Regions from separate parts of the Mus musculus genome. Here all the other regions are linked to region 3. The links are chromatin contacts, called in public promoter capture Hi-C maps. All regions are on one chromosome and are shown on one strand. Each heading gives the region's core, a stretch centred on a gene start, on an enhancer-like site or on the middle of the called end of the contact. The rest is flanking DNA. Distances are from core to core; before and after follow the strand shown. Region 1 holds the start of Il6ra (interleukin 6 receptor, alpha). Region 2 holds the start of Atp8b2 (ATPase, class I, type 8B, member 2). Region 3 holds the start of Hdgf (heparin binding growth factor).

The links. Promoter capture Hi-C pulls out the DNA fragments that hold promoters and counts their contacts.
Region 1: a promoter capture Hi-C map of liver shows a contact between it and region 3, with 5 times the contacts expected there. The contact joins the promoter of Il6ra here to the promoter of Hdgf in region 3. A contact is called at or near these places in 2 of 39 promoter capture datasets (both in liver).
Region 2: a contact with region 3 is called in a promoter capture Hi-C map of pre-B cells, with 2.9 times the contacts expected there. The contact joins the promoter of Atp8b2 here to the promoter of Hdgf in region 3. A contact is called at or near these places in 2 of 39 promoter capture datasets (hippocampal neurons and pre-B cells) and 1 of 9 other capture datasets (liver).

The regions. Positions count from the first base shown.
Region 1 is chr3:89,911,001-89,915,101 of GRCm38.p6, reverse strand. Il6ra (interleukin 6 receptor, alpha) reads left to right here and starts at 1,906. Exons shown (of 10, transcript NM_001310676.1): 1 at 1,906-2,147. The coding sequence starts at 2,063.
Region 2 is chr3:89,960,800-89,964,894 of GRCm38.p6, reverse strand. Atp8b2 (ATPase, class I, type 8B, member 2) reads left to right here and starts at 1,557. Exons shown (of 28, transcript NM_001081182.3): 1 at 1,557-1,738; 2 at 3,754-3,820. The coding sequence starts at 3,790. It also overlaps the pseudogene Aqp10-ps.
Region 3 is chr3:87,903,076-87,907,638 of GRCm38.p6, reverse strand. Hdgf (heparin binding growth factor) reads right to left here and starts at 1,318. Exons shown (of 6, transcript NM_008231.4): 1 at 925-1,318. The coding sequence starts at 1,011.

The DNA of each region.
Region 1 (4,101 bases), core at 657-3,156, 2.0 Mb before region 3:
AACACAGAGAAATTAACTATAACTTGCCCAAATCCTACAGCTATCAAGCAGTAGACCTGGGATGGGAACTAAACTCATCTGACTATGGAACACCCCCCCCCCCACACTCCAGGATCAAAACGGGGTGGATGGGGGGAAGCCACTTGGCCAGGGTTGCCGGGTCGTGTCTGAGATGTCTGCTCTTGCCTTCAACATTCCTTCTATCTGAGCTGGCAGCCTTCTGTAGCCTTCCTGTTTCAGGCCAGCAACTTGTCTCTCTGCAATTATTTTCAGGTCTCTGTTTACCACAGAAAGGAAGGAGGCAGCACAATGAGAGTCTGTTGGAAATTAATTATATTTTTAAGATAGGGCAAGTTCCACTATGCTTGCCTCGAACTCTGGATCTTCCTGCCTCAGCCTCCAGAGTTTTGGGATTACAGGTGTGTACTACCACATCCTCTTGCTATTTAATCCCATTTTAAATAGCAGGAGAAAAAAATATGTATTTTTTTTAGACAGGGCCTTAGACTCACAGCTATTCACCTGCTTCTGCTTCCCAAATGCCTGCCCCACCACAGGGAGAGAGAACAACCATGCCTTTCTCTCCGACTTATAGCGTGGCTGAGGAAGTGCCATCAAAACCAATCCCATTGTCCTGGGTACAGGTTTGGTTCTGACATCCACAGAGAGCGGTGGATGCCTAGGTCTGAGGCCAGCATGTTGCTTAAATAAGGTCATGTCTTATTTAGGGGTTCAGCCAGCACACACACATTCCAGTTGCCCCATGGACTCTAATCAGCTGAACCCTGAAATGGAAGAATACATTAAAACATACTGGTGTAGGTCCAGGGCTCCCCATCTACATTTTCTTTTCTTTCTTTTTTTTTTCTTATCCCTTCCCTTCTCCCTCTTGCTCCGGCCCGGCTCGCTCAGGCCCATAGGTTTTATTTGTTTCTCATTACAGATGGTTGTGAGCTACCATGTTGCTGGGATTTGAACTCATGATCTCCGGAAGTCAGTCAGTGCGTTTAACCGCTGAGCCATCTCACCAGCCCTAAATTTTCTTTTCAGTGTGTTTCTTTCCCTCTGCATTTGCATGGGAAGCTGCCCTGTAGCTTCAAGCTCTGTAGCTTGGAAGGGAACCTTGGTGGAGTCTGGTAAATAGCAAACGCCGGTTCCTTTGTGTCCAGTCAAGTCATGATGGGTAATCAAAGCCCTACTCCTTGTTGAGCAGTTAGGCTCCAGGTACATCGACAGTGTTTCCAGGAATCTTTATCATGGGCTTAAAAATACATCTCTAATAGGTGAGAAAACTGAGACTTCCGGATCGGGATAGCAATCTTGAGGAGGGTAACACATGTGTCTCTGGGCCAGACTCAAAAGCGCACACTGGTTTCGTTGCCTCTGCAGTAGCCTTCAAAGAGCTGCTCCTCCACTGGAAGATGAGAGGAAATCTTTTTCTCAGGTTATGGACGCCTAAGTTTTCCTTCAGACCAATTAAATCACAATCTCTGGGCTCGAAGCAGACATCGGTGTCTTTTCGGATTCCCTGTTTGATTCCCGTAAGCACCCAGGACACTGACCTGCCTTCTACTTTAACAGCCAGAGCCACTGGCTGGCGCTCATGAAAGCAAAACTCAAGCGGAGGCGCGGATGGAAGGAAGGAGGGGGATATTTCTCCTTATCTCAGCGTCAAAACCTGGGGAGGGGCCCTGGTGGGGGTCCCTGGGGGCTCAGGTGTGGCGCGGCTGCAGGAAGTAACCCCCTCCGGTGGCCCGGAGCGCTGGCCGATTGCGCCATCCTACTGGGCTTTCGTAACCGCGAGCCGGGGCTGCCAAGAGGAGCTTCAGCACCGGTTCCTCAAATGTTTCACTGTTGCCAGGACGGCCGGCTGCTGTGTGTCACGTGCATGTGGGAAGTCGCGCCCACACCGATCTGAGCCACGCCGGGGCGAGCGCTCGCAGTGCGAGCTGAGTGTGGAGCCCGAGGCCGAGGGCGACTGCTCTCGCTGCCCCAGTCTGCCGGCCGCCCGGCCCCGGCTGCGGAGCCGCTCTGCCGCCCGCCGTCCCGCGTAGAAGGAAGCATGCTGACCGTCGGCTGCACGCTGTTGGTCGCCCTGCTGGCCGCGCCCGCGGTCGCGCTGGTCCTCGGGAGCTGCCGCGCGCTGGGTAAGAGGAACCCGGAGCGGGCGTGGGGAATGTGACACTGTCTGGTTCCGTTCGCAGAGTGAGCCCCGCCGGTACCGGCTGCTAGCCTGGGCTGACTCACCTGTGCTGACGCGGTGGAGGTTCGCGCGCCCCCTGTTGCGTCTAGCGCCTATAACTGCGTGCTCCTGTCTGTGTCTGGCCAGTTACCTCAAGTCTGAGTACAGGACAGTGTGTTTTCCTGAAACCTGACTCTGGTGTCTGGTTCCCAGTGTTCCCAGTCTTACTCAACTGCATCCCGGGTCGCTCCAAAAAGAGATACCCAGAGGGCGCGCCCTAGTGGAACAGTAGTAGTCCCTTCTGGAGAGTCCTTTATGCCACTGGCTCTCTCTGCTTTAGTTGTGGCACCTCGCGTGGCTTTCCTTAGTTCTACTACATTCCATGTCGTGTGTAATGACAGTGACCCGACGGTGAAGGGTCTGACATCATGGGCTCTGAGTCATGGGTGTTCCCGCCTCACAAACTTACTCCTTTAGCCAACTAGCCCTAGCATGCAGAATGCCAACACCCACATCCATCCCAATCCTGTGAGTTTGACAGCAAAGGATGTGGGACCTCTTGGAACTGTGCCTCCGCCCCCTGCCCCAGCCCTCCCTGATTAGCAGGTGGACCAGGCGGAGGGTAGGGTAGGGGCACTGTGTTTACCTTCCTTGCACTCTGCCTTGTAGGTCTAGGCCTCTCTGTGGGCTCTGGCTTCAGGCCCAGCAGCCTGCCTGGTCTCTTCTGGAGGAACTGGGAGACTGCTTCTCTACAGGTTATTTTAGGGGCTGAGGGCTTATTCAACAACATAGAAAGAGCCAAAGGACATGGGGGAGATTTATCCTGTGCTGGTCGTGGGGACAGTGGCTTCCAGGCTTTCTTTCTGCCTGGAAGGTAGAATTCCTCAAGCTTGGTTTGTTACCCCTACCTATATTTTCTTTATATATATATATATAAAGAAAATATATATATATATTAGACAGGCTCTCCCATAACCCAGGCTGGCCTCAAACTTGTGCCTCTTCTGCCTCTATCTCTTGAGTGCTGGGATTTCAGGTATTAACCCACCCTGTATTTTACACGTTTTTAATCCTCTACAGGATTGACATAAAGCTTTGGGAGGAGCCTGAGGTTCAGAGAGATGCAATGGGAAGCATCAGGCCCCTCCGTGTCTCAGTGTTCTCCTGTGGGTACAGCTGAGGGCGTCTGGGGTAGGCTGAGCACCACTATCATCTGGTGGGATTCTGGGGGAGAAGACACTGATGAAAGAGAAGATCCCCGCTTAGCTGTTCATGGTGCCAGGCAGGACTGAGGTCCTCTCTTCCATCTTGGGAGAGCAGGACTGGGCCTCTCTGCCTGTCTCAGTTACTACTCAACATACCCCAGCGCCCCCACCACCACTTCCCTTTGTTCCTAAGGAGCTGCAAGGCACTTCGGAGACAGCGAGTTCTGTTTTCCTGTGGTTCAGAAAGGACACCCAAGGGTGGGGGTGTCTTCTGACCCAAACAGCCTTTAGAAGGCAGAACTGGGAGTCTGGGGAGGAAGTGAAAGCCCTGCCAGTTTAGAAGGAAGAGGCAGAGAAGTCCCCAGCCCATCTCCCACACCCACACTTGCACAGCTACAAACTGGAGAGTGACAATCAAGAAACAAGCACCAAACAGGAAGTGTGGAGCAAATGACTGAGATGTTTGGCTTTAGAGAAGTGAGGCCAGATGGAGATGGCTCTCTGGGGGGGAACCCATGGGTGGAAGATATACATAAACATATATATATGGGCAGGCGAGATAGCTCAGCACACGCACACACACACACACACACACACACACACACACTCTCCTCCATCCATCATCCTTAGTGGGTTTTTGCCTTCATGTATTCATGTCTGTGTGAGGGTTCCAAATCCTATGGAACTGGAGTTACAGTTGTGAGCTGCCATGTG
Region 2 (4,095 bases), core at 308-2,807, 2.1 Mb before region 3:
GGTAATGGCTGGTGGTGGGTGCCTCCAGTGGCTCCTATGGTGGGGGCCACCCTGGGCACAGCCGAATACCAGCTCCTGGTGGCTCTGCACCATCCTGAGGATTTAGAACCATTTCCAAAGGTGATGGCATCTCAACTCAAGGCTTCAGACTTGGTTACTCTAGCTCAGCTGGAGTGTAAGCTGTGACAAGGACCAATCTTATCCCACTCTGCAAGAGCACCATGAGCTGGCCAGCACGCAAGACAGATATTCTTTGTATTACTATGCCAGACTAGGACACTTCTGTTTACCACTCCTGAAGGACTCCAGACTGGTCTTCTACCCTGGGAGCTTCCAGGCACGCAGTTCCTTAAAGGAGCCGCCAGAGGGTGTGCACGCTGGCTTTGGGAAGGTTTCTAGAATCGGGTGGGTGGAGGGATCCTAGGATCCTTTGAGGGGTAGGGCCTGGGAGCTTCTCGAGAGAAGCTTGGTTTCCTCTACTCTCCCTTCTTCACTTTTTCGTCTTAAGACGAGGTCTCCCTATGGAGTACTGAAATCTTCTATGCAGACCATAACGGCTTTGACTTCAGCGTGTTACTCAACACACCTAACAAGAGTGAATCTTTTTTTTTTTTAATGGTTTTTCGAGACAGGGTTTCTCTGTATAGCTCTGGCTGTCCTGGAACTTTTTGTAGACCAGGCTGGCCTCCAATTCAGAAATCCGCCTGCCTCTGCCTCGGAGTGCTGGGATCGAAGGCGCACGCTGGGACCAAAGGCATGCGCCACCACGCCCGGTTTAAGAGTGAATCTTTTTAACAAACAAAACCCAGTTTAAGTTTGACTCGGAAGTGATGGAGCACGCCTAGGGTCTCTGAGAATTTCAGGCCTTTCAGAGCTACATAGTGAGACATCCCCTCCCACTGACTCAAAACAACAACAACAACACAACAAAACCACTCGTACTTTGTGGCATTAGGGATTTGATTTAGGGCCTAGGCAAGGGCTCTGCCTCGGAGCTATCTTCCTGTCTTCTGGCTGCCAGCTCGGGAAATCTCTACGTTTCCTACCTTTGGCCTGACAGGAGCGCCAACGACCTCAGATAGTTCTTCGAGGTGTGTGTGTCCGCGCGCGTAATATACCACCCAAGGGAATGTGGTAAGGGGCAAAGTCAACTACTTATCGTCAGGAGAACCAAGTGGAGAAACTGAGGCACAACTCCCAGTCAATGCATAGCTGTGCCTTTTCAGGAAGTGAAAGGCCTTGAGATGAGCCAGGGCGAGGAGGGAAGCACAGCAGAGACTTGGGCTAGAGAGAAGTGTGCTACGGGGCTTCTTCATCACTACTCCCGCATCAGGCTCCTCCCCGAAGATGGTTTCTGGCAGAGAAAGCAGCATTCGCTCGGTTTCTGGCTTCCAAAATAAAGCAGCAGCATCCCAGCGTCCTCCAGCCTCGCCGATTGTGTGCGTGTCCCGGCTGGAGCTTGGGACCCCCCCCTTCCCTACGCACCAAGATGGCGCACGCCGCGCCCCTCACCTCCCCAAAGCCCCTCCCGCCCCCCGCCCGTGGCCGCAGCCGTCACTTCCGCCCCGCGGCCGAAACTGACACAAAGTAGCGGGCCGGGGCCCCGGGGGGGTCAGGAGAGCCGGGCTGCTGTGGGGGGGCGGGAGCCTGCGGGCAGCGGAGCCGAGCGCCCCCGCCCCAGCCCCCGGCATGGGCCGGACGGGGCCGCCGGGCCGAGCGCCGCGCGCGGAGCGCTAAGGTAAGGCGCTGCCACCGTGGGGCCGGGGGTGTGGACCGGGAGGGTCGGCTCTGGGAGGCGCGGGCAGCGGTGCCACGGGGAGCGGCTGTGGGAGGCTGGAGAGAAGGGCTACCAGGATGGAGAGAACCGGTAGCTGTGCGCAAGCTGGGAAAATGGGGCCCCGAAGGGGCGTGCGGAGCTGGGGTGTGAGGAGTAACCTGGTGCCAGCCTTTAGGTGCCTAGAGAGGGAGTTTGGGGCTGATAGGATTTGTCCCGGGAAGGTGGAGGTCTCTCTGTGCCCCAGGAAAACCAAGGGTGCCAGGGATGTTAGCTTTGGGAGCTCAGAGCTGTGTGGTGGGTCCTGGATACTGTCCTTGGAGAGGGAAGGAAGGTGGCCTCCGGTATTATTGTTTTCTCCTGTCTCGTCTATCTGCTAGCTTCCCCTGAAAAGGCTCTTGGTTGGAAAGGAGCGGAGGCCAGACCCAGAGGAGGAGTCTTTTTTCCTTCGTGGAGCGCTGCCTCTTTCCCATGGCTGGCTATTTTTATCCCAGATGTGGCTGCAGAGGGGGCTGGGGTAGGGTGACGGGGCAAGGCGACGTGGCTGGTGGGCCTAGTCGGTTTAGAAAACCAGGATATCCTGAGAGGGGGACCTTGTTACTGCACCCCTCTCGAGGATTGGGGCCAAAGTTGTTCTCAGTCTCCCCAGGGTCCTAGAGGTAAAAGTACTTTCCTGATCTGTATCCAGACTTGACGCTTGATGGTCAGCTTGCTCCACTGTTAACTCTTTCCAAGAAGGAAGACCCAGATGTTAGGGCTAACGATGCTTGATAGCCTCCCACTCGAGTGGGGCTGGGTAGGAGCCAGCAATGCCCACCCTGCATCCTCTCCTTTAGCGTCTGGTTCCACACTCCACCCTCCCCGTGACTCATGCTCTAGATTGGGTGGAGACCCTGGCTGGGGCCCTGGAAGAGGGTTTGGCATCGCCAAATTGTTCATGAGGTTTTTCTTCCAGAGCCAAGGGGGCAGCCACTGTTGCTTGCCACAGTTGTGGAGAGTCAGGAGTGAAAAGGACTTAGTGCCCCTCAGGACTGTCTGCTCTGAGGTCAAGGAGGGAGTGCACATTAGTGAAGGGAGAGCGGGAGAGGATGGCTGGGCTAGGACCACAGTCAGTAATTACAGAGATTGGGCAGACAGGCAATTAGTATCTCTTGGGACTGACAGGCTAGAGGCAAGGGAACTAAGGAGGGGCAAGGCTTTCCATCTGAAGGAAGAGGAGTTTCCTGTGGCCTGGACTTACACCTTTTTAGGAGAAAGTACATGAGAGGGTGGGAGGAAGCAGAGGCTCTCTTGAGCCTGTTCTTAGTGTCATTCTGACTGGAGTAGACTCGGGGTGAGAGAGAATGGTGACCCCTTAGCAGGACTGGGAAGACCTCTCTGATGGCCCCAGAGGGTGGCTGGACAAGATTGAGAGGAAATGGTTTGAGGACTGTCTGCAGGAAGTGGTGGCCATGTGTCTGATGAGAACCCTCCTGGGGAGGAGGTGATAATGGAAGCCCCAGTAATGAAAGTAGGGGTGGGGACATTAGGAGCTTTCTAGAAGGGTGGAACATGGCCACCCTGCTTCCTGATGCTCTGCCAGGTGTTTCCTGGTTCCTAGCTCTCCACCCAACCCACTAGGGCACATTCTGCTTTCTAGTACCGGCAGCAGCTGTCATTGCCACTAGGACGGCACACGGGACAGCCATTGTTCCTCAGGTGGATACCTTGAGAGCTACGTCTCACTTGTTATATCTGGTCTCTTCTAGGCCCTTTCCCTATAGGCTCTGGCTTCTGTAAATTCTCAGTTCCCTCATGTTTTCCAGGACAGAGGGAAGGCCTCCCTTTTCTCTCAGGTTTTCATGTCAGTGCAGGAAGGTGAGCGTTAGTGGAGTTGGAGGAGGTGGGGAGGGCAGGGCAGAGCAGAGCTAGGATAGTTTTCAGAAGGCATCTGATGTGGGCAGTGAAGAATTCTGCGTGTGTCTGTTACTTTCTTGCAGGGTCTCCCATGGATTGCTGGAACCTTGCTGGGTGAGATGGCACTGTGTGCAAAAAAGCGCCCCCCAGGTAAGAGAGGCAAGAAGTGGGTCTCTGGGGGCATGATGAAAATGGCTGTTGTTATGACTGAGGGAGCCAAGGGAAGAGGAAGGACTAGTATGGTTCTGAGAAAAAAGGACTAGGCGTCCTGAGCGGGTAGTTTAAGAAGCTAAATTCATTTCATCCTTGGGCTGATGCTCGGCCGTGATTGCTAGTCACCAACCTCTTAACTCAAAAGCATCTGCAATACCTACTCTTTGGCCTGGGCTCTTGGGCTCTGGCCTCCTTTGCCTACCCACCGGAGT
Region 3 (4,563 bases), core at 69-2,568:
AATCGTTTTGAAAAATTCCCAGAAGCAACCCTCCCCCCAACACACACACACACACACACACACACACACACCTTTTCCTGGGAGGGAAGGTGATAAACACAGCAGGCTTTCTGCCCCACCCTCCCACCTGGCCAGGTGCTGGAATGGGGAAGGCCCTACTCTTGGCGGGTTCAAACAACCACATGGCTGACACCGGCCTCCCTGACTGGAGACGCTCACTAATGGGAAGCCGAGGAAACTCCAGCGTCCCACAATCCCCCACACCGCGCTAAGGTCGTCTGTACTGGATTTCCCAAAGCACACGGGGGCCCTGCTGCCTCCAGTTCCAAGTCTGAGCTGGAGGCATATGGAGGGATGTTCTTGTAGAGCTGGGGGCTAAATCGGTTATGGCAGAGTCACCAGGCCAGGCAAGACCATTTTTAAGTAAGTCGTCCCCAAACATTTCACGACCCTCCCAACTTCAGAGTTCCTACCAAAATGCTCCAAGAAAGTTTGTGAGTCGCCAACTCTACATCCACCTAACCCTCTGTGAACTGAGACCCCTCGCACCCGTTCGTCCAGCCAGAGAAACCTGAACTGGAGGCAACTATCAATGGAGACTCAGGGCTCAAGCGGGGCTCCGAGAAGGGGTTGGGATTCGCGGCGAAAGAAGCGACACACCATCGGGCCGCTCCCCCCCCCCCCCCCGCCACCGTGAGCCCGAAGCCTCGGCCGCTGTGACGGAGGGGTGAGGGCGAACTGAGCACGCGGCGCTGCCCGCCAGGTGCCGGCCGCGATCGCCTCCGTTATGTAAGCGGTGGTGGGCTCCCGCCAGCCAGAACAGGCCTGGCACCCCTGCCCCTACGCCCGCTCCGCGCTCGGCGGCCGTGCCCTCCCGAGCGTTATGCAACCCGCAGCAGGGCCCGCGACGGCCGCGCCACTCACCCGGGCCGGCCAGTGTGGGTATCCTTTCATCTTCGCAAACACCAGGTCTCCGCACTTGTACTCTTTCTGCCGGTTGGATCGCGACATGGCGGGGCCGCGGGCGCCCCGGGCTCCGCGCCGAGCCGGGAAGCGCGAGCCCAAGTTTGCGCGTGCGGCGGTTGCGGCGCCGCTGCGCTCCGGCCCTCGCGCGGCCCCCGCCTCGATGCCGGCCCCCGACGCGAGCTCCGGGGCAGCCACGGCGTCTGCGCCCGCGCGCCGCTCGGACAGGGCCGGGCGCGGTGGGCAACACACGGCTCCGGGAGCGCTAGCTCGTGTGGTTGTTTGTGTTTGAAATTCAATTGCTCCCTCCTCGGCGCGAGCGAGGCCGCTTCCTCCACCCCCCGCGGCCCACTCCTCCCCTCGCGCTCCCGCCCGCGGCGGTTCGATGCGCGCAGCCAATCGACGCCTACAGCCTGCCCCGGCCTCACACCCAACCTGGAGGCCGCCAGGCGGGGCTCAGAGGCACAGGCTTGAAGAGCCGAGTGCCGAGCGCGCCGAGCGGGCTTTGTGTGCGGGCGGGTGGTGGGTGCCAGCCCAAAAGGAGCTGGCGCCCGCTGGACAGGCTGCACGTGCCCCTCCCCGGGCTCCTCTGAATGCCCTGGCCAGGCGGGGCCTACTGTGGCCTGCCTTGCGCTCTGTCCCCCCTACCACGTGCCATGTCCCAACCCACGTATTTGCTCTGCGCCTCTGACTTCTAACTAGTTAGACCGCCAAGGCAAGAGGTGTACCCCACACACTCCACGTGCTTCTGTTGGTGGCGGTATAAGAGTTCGAGTCCTACCATTTCAGTCTACTCTAAATTAACAGCTGTATCTGGACTATCACCAATTACCCTCACTAGAATAAGGAGGTCCTAAACGATAAAGACAGTTGGATACCACTAAATCTAGTTTGGAGATATATAGTATTAATTTGAAGACTGTATTTGGCCTGGGTTATATTCTAAGGAATGATGTGCGCAAAACTTGATCTCAGATCTCAAACCAAACAAGATTTTGTTGTAATTACATCTCTGTGCAATGGGTTTTTTGTTGTTTATATCTAATTGTTTTATATCTTATTTTTATTGAGACAGTCTTTTTTTTTTATTTTTTTTTATTTTTCAAGACAGGGTTTCTCTGTGCAGTCCTGGCTGTCCTGGAACTCACTCTGACTGACCTCAAACTCAGAAATCCGCCTGCCTCTGCCTCCCAAGTGCTGGGATTACAGAAGTGTGCCACCACTGCCGGGGGAGACAGTCTTAGTATGTAGCCCTGGCTGGCTGGCCTGCATACTCTCTTTTTAAAGAGATTTGAAGGTTTCTGGTTTTTGTTTGTTTGTTTTTGGTTTTTCAAGGCAGGGTTTCTCTGTGTAGCCCTGGCTGTCCTGAAACTCATGTAGACCAGGCTGGCCTCAAACTCAGAGATCCACTTGCCTCTCCCTCTTAAACGGGTGCACCACCACTGCCCAGCAGATTTGAAGGTTTTTTTTAATATTTATTTATTCATTTATTATTTGTAAGACACTGTAGCTGTCTTCAGACACTCCAGAAGAGGGCCTCAGATTTCATTAGGGATGGTTGTGAGCCACCATGTATGAGTTCAAATGGTCCACAAACAGCTGGGATTTGAACTCAGGACCATTGGAAGAGCAGTAGGCACTCTTAACCACTGAGCCATCTCACCAGCTCAGATTTGAAGTTTTTATTTGTGTTTGTGAATGCATGCTACATGTGTGGTGTGCAGAAGAGAGTGTCAGATCCCCTGAGGCTGGAGTCGCAGGTCATTGTGAGCCCATTCACATGGGTTCAGGGAACTGAACTTGAGTCTCCTGGAAGAGCAGCAACTGACCACCTCTTCAACCCTAATCACAAATTCTTTAAAAAGTTTAATGATGCCTGGCGTGGTGGCACACGCCTTTAACCCCAGCACTCAGGAGGCAGAGGCAGGCAGATTTCTGAGTTCAAGGCCAGCCTGGTCTACAAAGTGAGTTCCAGGACAGCCAGGGCTATACAGAGAAACCCTGTCTCGAAAAACCAAAAAAAAAAAAAAAAAAAAGTTTAATGAGTTTTTTTTTGTGTCCTATAAGTATGAAATTTTACATGTTTTTAAACTCAAATCATGCACATTCCAATTTAATTAAAACTGAGGGTCCTACCCTCTTCTCCACTTGGCTAAAAGGTATCAGTAAGACTTCTAAGTTATTATTACTTTAGTGTAGAATAGAGTTTATTTAGGGCATGGGGAGGGGAGTTGAGGGGGTAGTAGAGACAGAGAAAGGCAGAGTGGGTAGAGGAGTAGCCATGAATACGGAGGAGGGGTGGCGGGGGGGGGGGGGCAGAGAGGAAGAGCAAGAGCAACTTCTAAATTCTTGATGGGGCTGAGAATGGAACTCGGGTGATAGAGCAGGAAAGAGGCCTTAGATTTGATCCTCAGCTTCTCTCTCTCTCTCTCTCTCTCTCTCTCTCTCTCACACACACACACACACACACACACACAAAGAAAGTTTTCTGCTGGCAGCAGCCCTCCCGGCCCCTCCCTCAATGGCCCATGCAGACAGCACGCCACAAGCAGGTTCCTTTTGTTGCCATAAACCTTCCTGGCTTTGGCTGCAATTTAATATCCAGTCCTTACCTCCGCTCCCCCAGCTGCCCTGAGCCAAGCCAAGCACCTCAGAGGCTCAGTTACAGCATGAGCAGAAGCCTAGACCCTTGGGGAGTCAGGCTTCCCTTTGTTCTTTGCGACTGGGAATTCATAGAGAGCAGATTTTGTCAGGTTTGGGGGTGTATGCATTTCTAACAAGCTGTTAGACAGAGCAGCACCTGCAAACCGCCACCTTTGGAGCAGTAAGGCCTTAAGAAAGGGCAACTGACCTTATGATTTCTCTAGCATTCAGTTAAGACCTCATCTATAAATAAATAAACCTGTGACAAAGACCATCACAGGTATGTAAAAAAAAAATCCTCACACAGTAATTCTAACTGTATAGAGTCCTATTCACAGTTTCTAACCATACAGTGTCCTGTTCACAGTCTCTTTAAAGTGCCAGCATGTCCCAAGATTGTGATCACTTAAAAGGAAAATGAACATTTACCTAAGTAATAAAACTTTATTGATTCTCCTTTTTTGATATATTTTTTGTATACAAGTAAAACAGGGCTGGGGATTTAGTTCAGTTGGTAGAGCACTTGCCTGACATCTCGAGGCCTGGGTTTGATCTCCAGCGCCTCATAAACCTGGAATGGTGTAGAAGACCATGGTAGAGGAGCAGAAGTTCCAGGCCATCCCCAGAGACAGAGCAAGTTTGAGGCCATCCTGACATGCTTAAGATCCTGACTTAAAGAAGCGATGGGGGGCTGGGAGGTGGGGGTATGATAGAGAAATATGGAATCTTTTGGCTGAGCCAGGCTGTAGCTCTGTGCTTCCTGTTTGAAAACAGGCAAGTAATTAATTTATATTAAGTGAATATGAAATGTAAATATGCAAAATGTTGATTATTTCCCCAGAAATGTTTTTCTTAAGATTTATTTATTTATTTATTTATTTATTATATGTAAGTACACTGTAGCTGACTAAAGACACCACAGAAGAGAGCATCAGATCTCATTACCAATGGTTGTGA